2 separate regions of the Sus scrofa genome follow, and region 2 is linked to region 1. Evidence: chromatin contacts called from public HiChIP or PLAC-seq data. All regions are on one chromosome and are shown on one strand. The core of a region is the stretch at or near the end of the contact, and the rest is flanking DNA. Distances in the headings are between cores, read along the strand shown.

Region 1 (2,803 bases), core at 62-2,561:
CTTTATAGGGCTGCACTGTGAGCTGCCCAGGGCAGAAAGGGGGAGCTGGCCAAGCCCTGGCCAGGGCATGCGGGCCTGTCTGCGGGTGTCTCTGAAGACCGTTCAGGAGTGACCACCTAGGGAGGGCCCACATCTCGTTACTGGTGGGAGAAAAACCATCGTGCTGAAGACTCCCCTGTGTTTACCACTGTTTATTTTGGGGAGAAGTGTTTACAAAGCCACTGGCTGGCCCGAGCATTCCCACATGGATTGTTTGCAAAGGGCGGGTCTGTGGGGCAAGGAAGGCTGGGAAGAAGAGCCAGCGGCTGCAGAGGTGGTGGGGGCACCGGGCGCCGAGGCTGGGCCTCCAGGTGGAGTTGGGGAACCTGGTACGGAGAGTTGGGGCTGATTATCGAGGGCGGGTTATCACGCACTGGTCAGCCAGGGGACTGGTGGCCGTCACTCTGCAGTAAGACCCCCACGGCGGGAAGCAGGCCTGGCTTTGCTGCGGCCTCACCCAGTGGCAGCCCATCCTCTGTGCACCTTTTTCACCTGTAGAGACGCCGGGTACCGGGATCATGTGACAGTGCTTTGTAAGCCACACGGGGCTTGAGAATGGAGGGTGTATTTGGCATTGCCACCACCCCTGGATGTCCGCCAAGGCCCGAGAGCAGATGCTCAGGAAGAAACAGAGGTGGGCCCAGAATCCTGCTTGTGCTCAAGCGGAGGAGAAGACACGGCCCAGGTGGCCCCCGGGGAACCCAAAGCTTGGCAGCCACATTGACCTTTTTAGGCCCAAACCTGGATGTTCTTTTCTGGCAGAAAATGAGCCTCATCAGTGTCACCTACAGGTACAGTCTGAGGTGACGCTGACGTTTCCTCCAAATTAGCTGGTCCTGCTTCACTGTCCCTTGTGACGAGATGTTCACGGTTTGTGAGTCATTGGATGAAAGGGCCTCCTTCCCAGCTACATGAAATGACTTTTTTCTTGTAGGAAAAAATATCTATAATCATTATTGATGGCGTTGTATCAGAGGGTGGGGGTTATTGACCAGTGCTTTGGATCTGGATGCCAGCAGATGGAGAGTAACGAGGGCTCTCTAGCTGTCGCTCTGGTATCGTGTGTGCTCGACCCTCTGGAGGCCGCAGGGCCCTGTGCTCTCATGGGCGGTGGACTGGAAGATGGTGTGTCCACTTTGGGAGCTGCTGGTGAGGAAAGATGACCATTTGTTCACAGCACCAGCTGGGGGCAATCTGGGAGCACAGGGAGCCGGGGCCAGCATGGCCTGGGGTGAGCTGGTCCAGGAGCTGTCAGCTGCTCCCAGCCGTCCCCAGCTTTGGCGTCTGCCCCCAGCCTCAGCCTCTGTCCCCAGCCTCGGCATCTGCCCCAGGGCTTTCCTCCACACATGGCTCTCTGAGAGGTCTGCTGGGTGGGCAGTACGTGGCAGGAGACGGCGCAGCTCCAGGCCTCCGACAGCCTGCACTTGGCCACGCGGCCCTGACACTGAGGCTCAGGCTTCCTTGGGCCTTTTGGGCTTGGGGATCTTAGCAACTGCTGACAGTGGCCCCTCTGGGGACTGACAGGTTAAAGCCAACAGTCCCTCTGGGGTGCTGAAAATGTCCTGGAATTAGATGGTGCTGGTGGCCGTGTAAGGTCACGCATATACTAACAGCTACTGAATTGCGGATTTTTAAAAGGGTGAATTTTACGGTGTGTGGATTATATTTCGTTTTTAAAATGGTATGAACAAAAATATGACAAAAAGAGAAACCAACCATGAGGGGTGGTCTCTCCGAACTGGTGACCTTTGGGGTAAAACCCGCAGGGTTCCCCCCACCTGGAGGGAAGGCCAATCAGATCAATAAGCCCAGCATCGCTGCAGAGGTAAACTGGTAAAATTGAATGAGCTACTTGCAATGACCAAGGAATTTTAGCTTCTCCAAGTGTCGAAGCTCAGGAAGTGAGGACTGAATTATGACAGATGTCTGAACACCCGTTCATTGTTGCTGTGGTGTGCAGACGCCCGGCGTGGTGCTCCGTGCACACACGTGTGGGTTTCCTGATTGTGCCGGGGCTGCTCCCCTGTTCGTCCTGAATGTTTCCTGCTCTATTACGTGTGTACGTGCTTTCCAGTCTCCTGTAACTTATGTAGTTCTGTAACAGAGCTGACGTAATGCCTTCAAATCACTCATCTGCACTTAAAACAATTTAAAAAAAAATTCTAAACAAAACCCCCAAACCATCAGCTCACATGGCTAGTGACCCAGAATAGTGACCCACTCTGTTCTGCTGCTGATCTGGCTCCACTCCTAAACTCTGAAGCCAGGGACCACGTCCCGTTGGGTCTGTGGGCTTTGGGTCAGGCAGGCCTGGGCTAGCTTGGGGCCTTCTGGCCACGTGACCTTGAGAAGCTCTGTAAGACAGGTGCATCTCGAAGGCTGGATGGGAGCACAGGAGGAAAATATACATGCCACATGGAGCAGAGGGCCTGGTGAGGGCAGCCCTCAGTAGCCATGAGCAGCCTTGTTGGCGGCGGACACCAAGAGGATTCTGGGGGCTGACCCTGGGCAACCTTGAGGTGAGCCTGGCTCAGGGAGGCCACCTGTTTTTGTGATAATCACCTCTGCTCTCCTGGGCTCAGAGCAGTGCCCCGGGGCTGTTGAGTGAATTCAGTTGTGATCTTGGGATGACCTTCCAGACTTACTCTTTGAGACCTTCAAGGTCACCGATGGCCACTCCTGTGGCCCCGTGGGAAGAGACATGCGCCCTTCCAGAGGCACCAGGTTGAGGGGGCTCCCCCCACATCCACTCGCGCTCCCCTTC
Region 2 (2,700 bases), core at 46-2,545, 290 kb before region 1:
GGTGGATACAGCTGCAATTCGACCCCTAGCCTGGGTCCGCAGGCTGCAGGTGCGGCCCTAAAAAGAAAAAAGAAAAAAAAAGAGCACCGTTTTCTCCAGCCTTCCTCTGGTGCTGAGGCTTCAGGCCGGGGGCTGCGGGGTCAGGAGCCAATGTTTGCCGTAGGCCTGCTGAGCCTGGCCCAGGACAGGGTGTGGCCCGAGCCGTGTCTCCAAGCTTCGGGAGGCTGGGCTGAACTTGCTAGAGGGGTCAGTGCTATCCCTTCATTTTGAGGAGGGTGCTGAGGCTCAGAGAAGGGAAGTAACTTCTCCACAGTGACAGAGCCAGATGCGGAGGGGAAATGATGTCACAGGCCTGGCACCAAGAGCTGTCCTTCTCATGCTCCCTGACCCCTGGGGACCTGGAAACTCAGACAGAGAAACTATTTCTTTGGGCCTCAAGGGCCCTGGAAGTAGGTGGTGTTGGCATTTTATTTCATTTGTTTATTTTTACTTTTTTTAGGACCACACTCACGGCCTATGGAAGTTCCCAGGCCAGGGGTCGAATCGGAGCTGTAGCTGCTGGCCTACACCACAGCCATAGCCACGCAGGATCTGAGCCGTGTCTGCAACCTATACCCCAGCTCCCGGTAACACTGGATCCTTAACCCTCTGCGTGAGGCCAGGGATCGAACCCACATCCTCGTGGATACCAGTCGGGTTCATTACTGGGAACTCCCGGATTGGGATTTTAAAGTATGCCGTGCTCACCTTCGGGCTGGTGCTTCTGCTGGAAGCCTGCCCCTGGCTGAGCATACTTATGGGGGGTTGGATGAAAGCAGCTGGCTCTGAAGGCTTCCTTGGGGGCAAAGGATAAGCCTTGTTGGCTGTCTTGGTTGCCAGGAAATGACCTCTGCGGGCAGAGGTGGTGCGTGGGGGGACATGTGTTCTGCCCAGGGGGACGGTTTGACGAAGGCGGAGGGGCTGGAGGTTGGCCAGGTCGTCCTGCTCCTGGACCCGGCTGTGCTTCCACAGCTGCTGATGAGGAAATTCTCCCAGAGTTGATTTTAAAAATAGATCTATAAAAATTTCTGGGCACCGTTTAGAGTTGAAGCCCTAAGGGAAGCACATGAACCTTTCCTGCTGACGGGCTGCGGGGATCCAGGGATGTTTATGTGGGCGGGGGGATTCTGGTGGGTCACTGGGCATGGCTTTGCGGAAAATATTTTCTCGGCTGCCATGGCCTGGACCCAGAAAACCCTCCAGAGGCACCAGTGGTAAGGCTGTGACTTAGTAACGCTGGGATGTGGTGACCCTGTGACCTTGGACGTGGTGACGCCCCTGAGTCAGGCCTGCAAGCTCTGGCAGGCCTGTGGGTTCCAGCCAGAGGCTAAGCCTGGCTGCTGGACGGTCTCAATTTTTTCTCGTTCTCCATCAGTAGCCAACCTGGCCAGGGACAGCTCACCTCGGAGGGCCCCTGACATGCCTGTCCTCTGGGCCAACTTTCTTGATGTCTTTTTTATTTTTATTTTATTTTTTCTGCTTTGTGTGGCCGCACTGGCAGCATATGAATGTTCCCAGGCTAGAGATCCAATCGGAGCTGCAGCTGCCGGCCTACCCCACAGCCACGCCAGATCTGAGCTGTATCTGCAACCTACGCTGTGCAGCTGGCCGCAACGCTGGATCCTTAACCCACTGATCAAACGCCAGGGATTGAACCCCCATCCTCGTGGATACTAGTCGGGTTCTTAACCAGCTGAGCCTCAGCGGAACTCCCCTTAATGCCTGGGTCCACCAGGGTCCTGGTGGGGCCAGCGCTTGGTCCTGCCTTGGCTTCTTCCTCCTAATTCTAGGTCACCGTGTAGGAAGCAGATCATTTTCCTGCTGATAACGGCCACCTCTCACGGCAGCACGCGGACGCGTGGCCTTCACGAGTTCCCTGGGCCTTTGCTCTCTGACTTACACTTTGGGATGAGGCCGCTTGGGGGGTGCGGTGGAGGGAGGGGGTGTGTGCGGGAGGAGACCGTGCAGGCCCTTGGTGCTGTGCTGACCCTCTAGTGTTCTGGGCAGGGCACCTCCAGCGCTTTTGTAGGTGACGCCCCTGCTCTGAGTCCACTTTTGAGGCCAGGCTTTGAAGCTGGTGAGCATTTTGGCATCTCCATCATCTCTGGTCCAGGGCGAGCTGCCTTCCTTGGGCCACATCTTGGGGGTTTCCGATCCCCCAGAGCGATGCCGTAGAGGCTGCCTCAGTTTCCCCAGCCACCTACCTCTGTGCCCTCAGGAGACAAAATGTGATAAAGAGCCCTCAGTGCTGGATGAGGCGTGGTGACCTCGCCCCAGGTTCAGGCTTAACCACGTTCCGTAACCTGAGATCAGCCTGAAGCCATGGAGGCCCTGAGTGATGGGGGAGGGATGTGGGTGTCCCCTGGTCCCCTACGGCTTGGTGAACACATTCTCTGGGTGCATCCGCCTCACAGAGTTTGTGGGGTATCCCTGCTCCATTCCAGCTGGATGCGAAGGCACTTCATGAACATCAATTAATATTTAGCTACATGATTTCAGTGGTTGGTGCCCTGGTGGGCGAATTCTTCTCGGTCCGCACATTTCTAGCCTTCGTGGAAACCAGAGTCAGCAGTGAAGGGCACTGATCATCTTGGCTGTGAGTGAGGGGTGACAGGTGAGTACGGTCCTGCATTCACAGGTGAGAACATGGAGCATCAGAGA

What was found. HiChIP or PLAC-seq counts read pairs in DNA pulled down with a chosen protein or histone mark.
Region 2: a contact with region 1 is called in an H3K27ac HiChIP or PLAC-seq map of skeletal muscle. The contact joins two enhancer-like sites. A contact is called at or near these places in 2 of 2 datasets of contacts at active chromatin or transcription factors (alveolar macrophages and skeletal muscle).

What each region holds. Positions count from the first base shown.
Region 1 is chr14:133,478,414-133,481,216 of Sscrofa11.1, reverse strand. All of the region lies in intron 5 of CHST15 (carbohydrate sulfotransferase 15), which reads left to right. Among named protein-coding and RNA genes, the nearest start is that of CHST15, 65 kb to the left of the region's middle. Within about 2 kb of position 1,311, at least 4 of the 83 cell types and tissues checked have an H3K27ac peak or open chromatin away from gene starts, as enhancers often do. A contact at or near this core is called in skeletal muscle, where this site is marked.
Region 2 is chr14:133,763,681-133,766,380 of Sscrofa11.1, reverse strand. No RefSeq gene overlaps it. Among named protein-coding and RNA genes, the nearest start is that of OAT, 60 kb to the left of the region's middle. Within about 2 kb of position 1,295, at least 20 of the 83 cell types and tissues checked have an H3K27ac peak or open chromatin away from gene starts, as enhancers often do. A contact at or near this core is called in skeletal muscle, where this site is marked.